Regions from separate parts of the Sus scrofa genome. Here region 1 is linked to region 2. Evidence: chromatin contacts called from public Hi-C data. All regions are on one chromosome and are shown on one strand. The core of a region is the stretch at or near the end of the contact, and the rest is flanking DNA. Distances in the headings are between cores, read along the strand shown.

Evidence for each region. A called contact is a pair of places that touch in the nucleus more often than the background predicts.
Region 1: a contact with region 2 is called in a Hi-C map of heart right ventricle, with 4 times the contacts expected there. The contact joins the enhancer-like site here to the promoter of CUX1 in region 2. A contact is called at or near these places in 6 of 47 Hi-C or Micro-C datasets (embryonic fibroblasts, epiblast stem cells, fetal liver and 3 more) and 2 of 2 datasets of contacts at active chromatin or transcription factors (alveolar macrophages and skeletal muscle).

What each region holds. Positions count from the first base shown.
Region 1 is chr3:9,365,444-9,371,960 of Sscrofa11.1, reverse strand. The region is part of intron 1 of CUX1 (protein CASP); the gene reads right to left. Among named protein-coding and RNA genes, the nearest start is that of CUX1, 52 kb to the right of the region's middle. Within about 2 kb of position 4,655, at least 21 of the 83 cell types and tissues checked have an H3K27ac peak or open chromatin away from gene starts, as enhancers often do. A contact at or near this core is called in alveolar macrophages and liver, where this site is marked.
Region 2 is chr3:9,313,046-9,319,589 of Sscrofa11.1, reverse strand. It overlaps CUX1 (protein CASP), which reads right to left and starts at 2,445. Exons shown (of 23, transcript XM_021086269.1): 1 at 2,200-2,445. The coding sequence starts at 2,262.

The DNA of each region.
Region 1 (6,517 bases), core at 3,406-5,905, 50 kb before region 2:
ACTGAGCTGCTCCTTTTCTAACCAACCTTCATAGAAACCTTTTATAAGAGAGACCCACCGGGGAGCTCCCTGGTTGTTGGGCAGGTTAAGTACCCAACACTGTTACTGCAGCGGCGCAGGTCACCGCTTGGGCACAGGTTCAGTCCCTGGCCCCGGAAATTCCACATGCCCTCAGGCACAGCACCCCCCCAAAACACTTGCTCCACGCTGACCCACAAAAGCAGCAACTTAACAATGCAAGCAGCGGCGGGTCTCACGCTGACCCCAAGAGTCCATCTAGTGCTGGGCTCTGCCAGGCACTTTGCACACCCTCCAGCCCTGACTCCTGCCCAGGACAGACGGCAGGGTCGGTGGCCCAGTTCTGATCCAAAGCAGGAGGGAGGGGGACGGGGAAGATGGGGATGGGGGGGCCCTCCCGCAGGTCTGCTCTGACTCCTAAGCTCTCATGTCCCCATTTTGGTCACCGGCTGAGATTTCAGTTCTCCTGGAATGGACACCCAGCCCTCTCCGACCAGAGCCCTCTTACCCCACGTGCCAGGGAGGGGCTCCTGCTCCGAGCAGACAGACTCTCTGGATCTCTGAACACTCTCAACCGCCTCCCATCCCCTTTCAGGCCTCCCCGATACTAAACCCATCCACCTGAGACCCCACGTTTTCCCCAGCACTCTTCTTCCAGTCTGTTGCTGCCACAGGCTCCCCCTCACCCCAGATCTTTGCAGACACCCCAACCCGTGCCAGCAGGAATGGTTCTATGGTCAGAGCCAGCTATGCCTCTGCCGCCAAGGCCCTGTAACACCATCAAAGCTGAGCAGGGCTGAGAAGGCTTGGGTTTCCAGAAAACAGCATTTCCAATCACTTGGCTCGAAGGAGAATGTCAGTGCCCCGCACGTGCAGCGAAAACATCATATTTGCGACTGCAGGCTTCCTTCCTATGAGAAATTCTTTCCCGAAAGCTTCGCAAGTCCTGGATGTTTAGGAGAAAATTCTGGTTTACTCCTCTCAAGTCTATTTGATGAATCCTTCAAAGCTTAAAGTGAAAAACTGAAGGAGGGGGAAAAAAAACAAAACAAAACCCAAAGGGAGCCTGCACCCGGAGGCAGTGTTGGGTGGCCCAGGGGAGAAGGTACCCGGCTGGGGAGGCGGGGATGCGGGGACGGCGGGGCTCCTATAAACTGTCCCAGGGCAAAGATTCTCGGTGTGCGTCCGTTTTCTGATTGGCCAAAGAAGAGTGACTTTGTAGGGTTTTGTGAAGACAGATTACATTCAGCAAATTTTAATGACCATTTCCTATGGGCCAGGTCCTGGGGAGAAAGGAGAAAACAGGCCTCACTCCTTCATCCATCCCCACAGTTTGGGAACTGGAATGATCACAGGGGCCAGAGAGTCAAGCTGGCTGTGTCTACAGATAGGGAGAAAGACAACAAGCCAATGCATTAAATGCATTTATTTATGGATTTTCTTATTTTTATTTTTTGTCTTTTTGCCTTTTCTAGGGCCGCACCCACGGCATGTGAAGGTTCCCAGGCTAGGGGTCCAATCGGAGCCGTAGCTGCCGGCCTACACCACAGCCGCAACAACACGGGATCCGAGCCCCGTCTGTGACCTACACCACAGCTCATGGCAACGCCAGATCCTTAACCCACTGAGCGAGGCCGGGGATTGAACCCGCAACCTCATGGTTCCTGGTGAGATTCATTAACCACTGAGCCACGACAGGAACTCCTACCTTTATTTATGAGTAAATACGAGTATACAGATATTTCTAAGCAAATATGGATTTCATTTTATTAGCCCATGGAATTAAAAGAGACAAGCAAAGTGCCAGGTTCAAGGAAAACACTCAGAAATGTTTACTGCCTGAACTTACTGACTCAACCTTCAATGAGCTTTAGCCTTTCAGTCCCTAAATTCAACTTCACACGTCAGTTTCCTGGCACTGGACGTGTCTGGAGGGAGCACACATCCGTGATAGCTGCATGCACACACTGGACACCTAAAACTTGTAAGCTCCCGGGCAAAATAAAGGTCATTTTCATCACCAAAGTGGTAGGACCTGGCTTTTCATTCCCTGGGTAGGAAGAGCAAGAAATGCCTCAGGAGACCAAGTCCCAGAGCCGGACACTTGTTTTCCTGGCCTGTGCACATGGCAGTTTGGACTCCGCCCTGCCTATCAGCTCCCAGAGGTCCCCATCAGGATCAGGGGACAGCCTTGGGTTCCTGCGGGTGGGCCTGACACTGACCCCAGTGTGCCGGGGGCTCTCGCCCTCTTTGTGAGCGCAGAGTCCAGAAAGAGAGGGGACGAGGAGCGAGCAGCTGAAAAGAGAGGTGAGATATTGCCCGAGTCAGGAAGAGGGGAGGAACTGGCCCTAGCATCTCTGCTGCCCGCTCAGAGCTGTGCCTCCTAGAAATTTCTGCCAGCAGAGCCCCTCTAAAGCTGCACCTGCGGTGCCCTCCAGCCCCAAGGTGACTCCCTGTGGTGCAAGAACACGGGCTCCTGGGCACAGGTGCTTTCTCTGACCTGCAGCTGGGATGGGCGGGGGCGGTGGTGCGGCTGTGGGGCTCCTTTGTCACTGGGGAGCAGCATAGGACCCTGCGGGCCAGAAAGTGCTTGTGAGCCTCAAGCTGCCTCCAAATGGCAGCAGGAGAAAGTGACCCAGAGGCCGTGGGAGGAAGGAGAGCCAGGCGGCTCCCTCCACGACGATGCTGCAGCATCTCGGGGGTGTTGGGTCACTACAGGGTCCCCGGGGGGGGGGACTGACGTTCCAGAAGGTCCTCAGCACAGCGGGCTCAGGTCCACAGGAGCTGGGAGGCTCAGGAAACCCTCCTCCTGCCTCTCCGGGCTCATCTTCCCTCCCCAGGGGGATGGGGACACGGGGCCCGCTGAGCACCGGCCCCTCTGTGAACGAAGCTGGCGAGGACTGGCTGAGTGAGAAGGTGTGATGCCCTCGGAGCAGCCCCGACCCAGAGGAGGTACTCGAAGGGCGAGCCGGGCCTACTAGTCCTTGACGCCCACAGCCTCATCAGAAAGGGCCGGGCGACAGATCCTCGGAAAACATAGGTATTTCTTCAATAACTGATGAGAAACCAAAAGGAAATCTCAACAGCGAGACTGGGGCCTTTAAGGACAAGGGGCCTGTGGTCAGGGGTCCCCTGGGCAGATCCCTCCCGCTCTGAGTCCCCCCTCTCCCCCTCCCCTCAGTGCCCCAAAAGGGTCAATCCGAAGGCCTCCTAGAGGCCCTGAACGCTGCAGTGGGGACGGGGGAGATGGGGGCGCTCAGCCGCCCACCTCCAGCTGGGGGTCCTCCAGGGGAGACAAGGCACATCCAGCCCCGAGCAGGGCATCCTGTACCTGGAGCCACTGGCACTCCCGGGGCGCTGGAAGGCTTCTCCCAGCCTCCAGCCAAAGGAAACAGACCTCAAACGGTGGCCACATGAAAGGCCCATGTGTAAAAATAATTCCGTTCAACAAATATTTCCGCTACATGCAAATCACAGAAATAGGCCCAGGAGCAGAGGGCACAGGGAGGGGAGGGGAGGGGGCAGTGCTTCACAGGGCCTGAAACCCAGTGAGGAAGTGAGGAAGGCTTCCAGAGAGGGGCCTTCTGGCCGCTCCAGCACCACCAGAACTAGGCGGGGGACGGGCCAGGATTCCACAAGAGGCGGGAGGAACGGCCAAGAATCACTAAGATCTCATTAGAACAAATCCCGTTTATCCGACGTTTGTGGTGTCACATCTATCGAAGCGCCAAATAAGTTTTAAGCACTTCTATGCTAAAGTCGATGTTCTAATAAGGCATAGGACTTGGCAAAAAGGAAGGAAAAAGGACATTAAACAGAATTAACTGTAATCCATGAAATTGACCACCACGTGGGGTTTTGTCTCAAAGCCCCGCCTGTGGGCTGTTTGGCTCCCTTGCGGAAGCCTGCCCGCTGCCGGCCCAGGGGCTCCGTGGGGCTCCTACCCTGGGGGGGCGGGGGGGGGCGGTTCAACGATGACCTGCAGCAATTATGGAAGGAGATGGAGAGGAAAAAGGAGTTCTGCAATCAGAAGTTTCTAGACTCCCAACAGGACGACTCTACAGATAAGGCGGGATGCCGAGGTCCACAGCTGGGGACCCCATTCCCCCTATTTCCCAGTGGCACCTGGCAGGCCACGGGGGGCCGTGGGGACCCTGCCACTTTAGCTAATAAAAGCGCAACAAGAACGAGACACAGCCTTCGGAACGAAAGCCAACTTTATCTGTATGTGCACATTATAAAAACCTCACGCAAGCCAACAACTTATGTTTCATCCCAATATACTTTTCAATAGCTCTACTGTAAACAGAAATTACTGGCAGGATTCTGATGACAAGGATGGCAACGTTCTGCGTTCAGACCGTGTGACAGACTCGCCCCATGATATAAATAACTTGATTAAAAAAAAAAAGGTGATGAGTGCCACTCCTACATATGAAAAATCAGTGACATACGAAGTTTAAATAACAGCCATCCTCTTCACTGCCTAAAACTGGTGAGCTGAGCCCGCAAGGCTGAGCTTTGGAACTGGTTGCTGATCTGGATTCTGGAGTCCCGGTTTCCAGGGACTCGGGGGCTACGCACGAATTAAACGACCGAGGCGGCAACCACCGAGCAGAGCTGCTGTCACGTGCAAAGCCCAGAACCAGCAGGGCCGAGGAGGTCTGCAAAGCTTTCACCCCTGACTTTCGAATCCCGGACACCCTCATGGTGGGGGAGTCGGGGGCCCCTCTGTCCACTGCCCTGGGGGGAGGTGGGGCCTCCAGGGACTCTGAGGCCATCAGGTCATCAAGAAAGCTGTTTTCTTCCCATCAAGGAGCCCAGCTCAGAGCAGCGAGCCCCACACAGATTCTTTTGCAGTTTCTTCCTAAACATGCGCACGAAGGGCTACCCGTGGTGGGCGGGGCACAGAGAAAGGCCCTGAGTTTCCAAGTCAAAAGGTGATAAAAGGGAGGGGCCGCCAAGCGCAGGTTCTGAAGGGACACCAGAGAGGGCACCTGGCTTTATGTCCACCCACCGTTTCCTTCAGGATTTTTTTTCCTACAACTAAGTCACACTGACAGTATCTGAGAGCCATCACACATTGTCACTTCATTTTCGTTTCAGGAAAAGAGGTCTCTGGTAAGGGATATCTTCGCTAATCAGGGGAGCCCCAAAGATCGGCGTGGGGTGGCTCCGGGCACCCCCTCCAGCAGGGAGCACCTGGTGGCCTGAGTCCGTCAGTGGACGGAATGGCTCGCTGTGCTCAGCTCATTTCTTGCTAGGTTTATCCGCCTCTTGCTGTAGGTCAGTTCCTTTCTCAGCAACTGACTGTGCCCTGGACACGTGCAACTCGAGGCCACGTGAACCCTCTCATCTAAACCCCGAGCCTTGGGGGTGACGCTGCCAGGCCCATACGCGCGGCACTGCAATGGGCGTGCCCTGGTGTGGACTTCACCGCGGCCCTCAGGGGACCTTTCTCAGACGGGGATGCTGGCTCAGAGACATCCAGGACCGGGCCCTGGGTCCCACAGCCGGAGCCCAGCTCCCAGCCTTCTGGGCCAATCTCTCCATGCCCAGTCGGCCTGCCTCTCGGGAGGGCGGGGACAGACACGGCTTCTGCTGCGGAAGATGCTGGTCTGGCCCGGACTCAGTGGGCTGTGCCTCGTCTTCCTGCAGAGGCCTGCCCGGCAGCTCCCTCCCTGTTACAGGAGCCTCCCCCCCGGCACAGGGCCTGGCGCCAGAGGACCAAGATGTGAGAGCAGGCGTGGGTGGCCAAGGACAGCAAGGGCGCTGTTGCTGCCACAGACCCTCCTCCCCAGCGCGCTGCCCGGGCGGAGCGGCGCTCGGCCTTCTTTGGGGACCGGCGCTGCACTGGACCCGGGCTGCGATTTTGTCCTGGAGTGACAGAATGACTCAGCTGTCCTGCAGCAACGCCAGTATCCTCCCTTCCTTCCTCAAAATTGGGCCCTGTAAGGAGGCTTCCAGACGCCCAGGCAACAGGGCCCCGCTTCCCTTTTCTTTGCGGCCAGAGGACCGACCACAGGATGCGGGGGGTCCAACAGGTTCTGTCGAATCGCTGAAACGGCACGAGAAAGTCTTGACAAATCGGCGGCGTCAGAAAATCAATCCCCAAATGCCACGTAATTCACTGACAAGCCCACCGGGGCATTCGTATTGAATGGGAACGGATTTCTTTTCTTGAAAAGGACCAAGATAAGAGCAAGAAACATATTTACATCTCGTCTGCAGACCCGAGCTCTCGAGCCGGCAGGCAGGAGGGATGGGAACGGCGCGCCACAGACAACCCGGGCCTGCCAGCGATGGAAATTAATGGGAAGGTGAAGAGCTGCTTTCGATGCTGGAAGGGCTCCAGTAAAAACTGGTCTGTACATGGGAACACGGTGTCAGACTAAGAGAGAATCAGCTTGTCTGACTTGTGGTTTTCTTGACAGCATTCATCTCCTCTTGGCCTGATGCAGGGCAATTAGTGCGTGTCAGCTGAATCATGTGTTATTAA
Region 2 (6,544 bases), core at 1,196-3,695:
TGGTAAAAGGGAGCTATTTTTACTAAAACAGGGTAGACCAATTTATCAAAAATGCCATTCGGCTGTGTTCATTACATTCAGGAATCTAATTTACACAATAGACACTTTGGAGTAATCTATTTTAGTCAATAAACACTCAAACTCCTTTAAGTTTTAATCTTATCGGAAATACATATTTCACATAGTCTTCTTCCTAGTTAAGCGAAAAACTCGAAGAAATTTCATAACGACTATGAGTCTGCTTTATTGCTCTTACGTAGGCAAGAGCAGAAAACAAGCATATACAATTAAAGTTGTCAGCCTCCGTTTATATACGTTTTAATCCAACCCGCTTCATTTCATACAAGCCCGCATCTGGAGTTCATTTGCTTCGCTCCTCAAAGTACTGTAGGCCACTATCACCAGTCCCCTGGCTGGGAAAGTTCGCCCAAGGGTGCCTTCAAGCACACCTTAGAGTTGGGAGCAAGAGCCGTCCCTGGGGGTCGCTGAGGGCCCCTTCTGGGGCGCCAGGCCGCCCTGGGCCCTTGGAAACCACAGACATCCCCCCCACGCCCACCCCCACCCCCCACGGCCAGCGCTCCCGGAGCTTCTGGCCCACACGCCGCTCACCTTCAACTCGGCTTCGACTACGCACAACATCCACCTGGCAGAGTCCCGGGGCTGTCCAGGCGCCGCGAGCGCGGAGCTGGCAGGTCCCGGGCGGACCCCGAGGGCGCGCCGTTCCTCTGGATGAGGAATGGCAGGCAGGAACGCGCCCCCTGGGCACCGCAGCGGCTCGGGCGCCGGATGGGGAGCACCAGCATGAGCCCCCCTCGGCGCCCGGGGCTCGGCGCTCGGACCACAGCCCCGCACGCCACAGTCCAGCGGGGCCCCCGGGGCCCCCGGGGCTTTGCTTTCACGAGCCGGATCGGAGTAGGCATTTCGGAGTGGACCTGCCGCGCGCTCCATCGCGCCCGCGGACCCTACTGGGAGGGCAGGGCCCCGGAGGAGACGATCGGAGAGACGGGGGTGGGTCACTGGGGGCCGCGGGAGCCCCCGGGCGCGAGGCGAGGACCACCCGGAGAGGCGGCGGGGAGCAAGCGCCCCCGGCCCAGATAGACTGCGCGCCGGGGCGCAGAGCCGGGCCTCCACTCGGGGAAAGTTGTAGCCCTCCTCTGGCACACGCACCCCCGCCCGCGGGGCGCCCCGACCCCCAGGATCCACGCGCGGGGCGCCGGCCGCCCCCCGCAAGTTTCCCCAAAGCACCCCTACCCGGGCACCCGGCCCCGGAGGGCCGGTCCGCGCCGCTCCTGCAGGCACACAAAAGATAGGGGCTGCTGCGGGGTCTGCGGGTGGCCCCGGGGCGCCCGCCCGGACGTAAACAAACCCCGGGCTCCGCGCTGGGAGCCCCACGCCGCACGCGGGAGCGGCGGCGCAGTCCCGGCCGGCTGACAGCCGGGGGCGGCGGCCCGGGCCCGGGCCGGCCGGGGCCGGGGAGCGCGGACGCCCGCCCGCCCGGCCACCCGCCCGCCTGGCCGGAGCCGGGCCGCGCCGCCGCCGCCGCCGCCGCCGGTGGCCGCTCTGACCCTCCCCCGAGCCGGCGGCACCACAGCGCCACCAGCCCCAGCTCCGCCGCGCCGGCGGCAGTGGCGGCGGCGGCTCCTCCTGGAGAGGCAGGCGCTTCACCCCCACAGCAACTCCCCACAAACTTTCCCGGGGAATACGGCGGGCCGGGGGCGCGGGGCGCGCGGCCGGGCGCCGCCGCCGGGCCGCAGCCCCCTCCCGGCGCAGCGCCCGCCGCCGCCGCCGCCCGCCGCAGCCCGCTCCCCGCTCGCGCGCGCACCCCGCGGGCCGCCGGGGCCGCCCCCTCCCCGGTCCCGCGGCGGCGGCGGCGGCGGTGGCGGCGGCGGCGCAGGGCCGGGGGGGCGCCCGGGGTGGGGGCCGACACCGGGGGCAGCGGTGGCGGCGGCGGCTCCCGGCGCCATCTTGGGCTGATCGATGAATTGAACAAAGAGGATCAATTTCCGATCAAGCGAGTTATCAATGGGGGCCGGGGAGCGAGAGGGACTTGTCCCCGACTCGGCCCCGCTTTCCCCGGCACCCCCCTCCTCCCCGCCGCCGCGGCCCCCCGGCGGCCGGGCAGCCCGGGGCCCCGGGGGAGGCCGCGACCGCCCGCAGCCCCCACCCCCGGGCGAGAGGCCGAGCGAGGAGAAGCCTGACCTGCAGCTGCTGTAAATCAAAGCGCTTCCAATATTGAAACATCGATCCCACATTGGCCGCCATCTTGAGACATATTGAGACGGAGTGAGAGGCTGATAGAGAGGGGGCTGGAGTTCAGGAGCCGCCAGGAGGCAGCAGGCGGGCGGCGCCAAAACCCGGCCTGGAGCCGGCCGCCGCCGCCGCCACGGAGGACGCGGACTCCTCCTCACGGCGCCGCCGCAGCCATGGCGAGCCCGAGCCGGAGCCGGAGTCGGAGCCCGAGGGCGCGGCGGCCGCCGCCGGGCCTCCCGCGCGCGGCCCCTGCCCGCTCCCGCCGGCGCCCGCCGCCAGGCCCGCGACCCCCGCCCCTCCGAGCCCCCCGGCCCGCGCGGGCGGCGGCTGCCGGCCCGGCCCCGAGGGGGCGCTGGAGGGCGGCGGGAGGGGCGCCCCGGGCCCCCGCGGGAGGCCCCGGGCCCGGCTCACCTGGGGCGGTTTTCGGGCGCCCGGGGGTCGCGGTCGCCGGCGGCCCTCGGCTGGGAGCGGGCGGCCGTTGGCTGCGGGCGCCGGCGCCGCGCCGCTTTCGCCCGCTCTTCCGCGGGGCACGGAGCGCGCGGAGCCGCCGCGACCACCTGCCCGAGCCCAGACCCCGCACAGACCCGGCCCACCGCTGCGGCGCGGGTGCGAGGCGCGCTGGCCGGCCGCTGCCGCCCACCCTCTCCCCGAGCCCCAGCCGGACTCAGAGACCGAGCCAGCCTGGAACGGCCTTTCATGTTGGGGGCACTGGAGCCGGGGGAACGCAGCCCTGACCCCCGTGTCGCTGCACACGTTAATTTTCCGCACAGTGGCCGCGCGGTCCCCGCGCCGCGCCGCACCGCACCCCCGGCGGCCAGGGGGTCTGAATGGCCCCTATCTGCTCGATTTGCGCCAGCTTAGGACAGGACAGGAAAAGTCCTGGAGCCCAGTTCTGTATCCCCCCCGCACCGCTTCAGCGGAACAGCCCTAGAAACTTCCTGTAGTTCACACACAGCGATTTGGGTGCCCAACTTGGAAAGTGTGGGTACGCTTATAACAAAAAGCACGGTCCCTAGTTTGCAGAAATACTAAAATACAAACCCCAAAGTCAATTCTCTTTTGAGATCTTTCTTCGCAGAAACCTGGCAAAAAGCACACACTTTATGATCTCATTTTTAATTGATTATACACACGTGTGAGTTTGAGTTTGCAGTAGGAATAGCGTACTTTTATCCTCCCGAACTTCATTTACCGTGTAATTAGTTAAAACAAATCCCCAAATTCCTTAATCTTAAAAATTATATGTCAATAAAAGCTGTATGGAATACAAAATAAAACATGTTCGTGGGGGTATACAATTGCTTTTCAACTGAGTTGGAGGATTTAACGCCGATCGTTGTAAATTCAGCATTTCTGACTGAAGGGACTAGAAATGAAAGTCCCGAAGAATTGGAGAACACATGTGCCCCTAGGTCTCACACTGGCGACCAGGCGCTTCGGTTTCGACAACGCTCGCCTCCCTAGGTCCGAAGGGGTGGGGGTGTTCCCTGGGCGTCCCGGCGGCAGCCGGGACCCGCAGCAGGGGCAGGAAGCAGGTGGGTGGGAGCGCGCGGGCGCCGGGAGCCTTGGTCCCAGAAGCAGTGACACGGCGCCAGGAAGGGCACTCCCGACCCAGGGACGCTGAAGGCGGCCTCGGTGTGGGGCGCCCGAGCCCGCGCGCGCCGTCGGCCGGCGGCCGCGCTGCAGCTCGGACCGCTGCGCCCGGTAGAGGGCAGCGGAGCCCCGACACTCGCGTCCTCGGGCCCCTGCGCACGTGCCCACCCGCGCGCCCCGCGCCTGGCCACGCCCCGTCCCAGAGCCTGGCCCCTGGCGGGAAACGGCATTGCCACCCGTGGCGATTCCTGTCCCGACGAAATGCCACATCTAAAGGTTCCTCCCCTATCCCGCAGTTGAGGGTACGTCTGCCCTCCTCTCCTATTTGTGAGGTGGCAAGGCACGCGAGACCTCAGAATTGCCCTAAAGGGGACTAGGCAAATAAAATGTGCAGGGGCTTAAAAAAAAAAAAAAAAATCCCTCCCGTGGGGGAGGCTCAAGGAAGGATCAGGGAAATGGTTTGGATTTGGTGCAGATGTTCTCAATCTAATTATCGTGTGGATCCCCTGGGTTTGAACCAAAAAAGTGAAATATATATGACCTGTGTAATACTCCAGAAATACATCTGGTTGGAATTCAGGGTTCTGAATCCACGGCAATATTTCAGAAAGAAAAGTGGATGAGTATCAAATGCCCTTGTTACATTTCTGGTTATATTTACATTATTTACCTGCTAACTGGACTTAGTAGAAAAACACTGCATTGAATGGTCCAGAGCTTAAGCTCTAGTTAAATAAAATTTAGATTTCTTCTACCAAAGTTTTGAGTTATACAAGGCTTATTGCTCTCTACAAGCGGGGGAGAAAACTTTCCAATAACTTTGCCAGCACCACAAAATGTGACCAATTTAAAGGAAAAGTTCTCCAGGTAAACCACTGATCAAAAACTTAGTGGACTGAAATAATCAGCAGAGACCTAAAAAACTTTTTAAAGTACATTTTATTCTTCTTAGAACAGAGTAAGAACAATTTATATCTATTTCAAGAGGCTGTTTGCTTTCAAGACTGACTTTCAGCCTCCCCATAGTAGGTCAAGAGCCTCCGGGGACATTCAAATATAGTGGATCCCTATAAGCTGTGTATTGTATAAAATATTTAGAAAATGGAAAGGTTTTAGGACCTAGATCCCTATTAGCATCTACAAAGACAATGGAATAACGGCTATAAGCAGCCAGAATAAAGAGTGAGACAGAGGCAGTTTAGCAAGATAACTGGCCCAGGAACCAAGAAGAAGCCCCTTGACGTGAAAATGCTATATTACTCAGAATGAAGCACAAGAGAAACAATCCAGAGACGCTGTTTGCACTTTTTGACATTCAGGCTCTCCCTTTAGGGAAAGAAAGCTCCTAGTTCCGAGTACATAACAAATCCTCCTTCCTAGTCTTTCAGAAATCCAGCCCCAAGTAATCAGAGGGGGGACTGACCAAAATGATGTTTGTTCCTGACCTTCAAATAAGCACCTTTTGGCACCAAATCAGACAGACAAATATGAGTCTAGAATGCCTAAATTTCCTTACTGACCCATTTTATTTTGCCTAAGAAAAAATTCAGTGGCCATACTGGGGATGTGATGATACTGAGAAATGTACTTTAGGAAACCCTGCAAAGCACCTTCCGAGGTTCACACTTTTCCTACCCTCCCGTCTCCCGACATCTACACAGAGTTGATTGAATCAGTTCAGATGAAAATTGGCAAATTCTCTAAAACGCCATATGGGTTGATTATTACTAAATTGGTCCTCCTTTGATAGCCCCAAGAAAGGAAAATATATTACCCTGTTTCTTAAAGATTCTAATTTCGTAATCGTTCTGATATAGTTAACCTAATTCCTTGAAGGGATTAATCATCAAGAATTTCTTCCAAACCGAAAAATGTCTTACAATGTAGGGCATTATCAAAAAAAAAAAAAAAAAAAAAGCCATTCTCTTTCTCTCTCACAAGAGCTCTACGTTCTAAGATCTTATTTATAATAAACTCATAAAACCAAGCTTAGGTTTCACCTAGAAACTATCTCCAGCAAAAGACAGGAGAATAGTTTTTAACCCAACTCTAAGAATAATGAAAAAAAATAAAAAATCTTCTGTCCTATGGGATATGCTTAAAAAGAAAACTCAAGAGATTCATTCTAAAACATTAATTCACTTTCTGAATATTTTCGCAACCAAATTAGAACTGGTTTGAATAGTTCCCAACAAGAAATATCTCAGATAACCAGAGACACTACATAATGCTAAATATTTCATTGTAATTTATTCACAAGCAAACATAAAGACATGCCTACTTTTCGATACCTGGTAAAAAACGATTCATACTCCGAATAAGTCTTACGAGAATCTCAGTTTTGCAAATATGGAAGTGGAAAATTACATCTAGTTTAATTACATTGAATTTGCAAATGTTTTAAATTTAGGAATACCTAAAGCCAGACAGAAGTATTGAGAGACTTGAAAATTGAAAAGGCCTTTTCCTTAAATCAAAAGATTATGAATAACAGAGGGAAATTACACTGCCTTCCTTGTGTCTTTGGCGACAGTCTTCCAGAACAATTTGGCATGGACCATTGGAATAAATGAAAGGAAGATTCCAGATTCTTCTTTTTTTTTTTTTTTTTGAAGCTCAAGAAAAACCGAACTACTTTCGATTGTTGTGTTTTGAATAAGATTTTATGTTAATTATTTCTGAGTACACGATTCACTGTGCT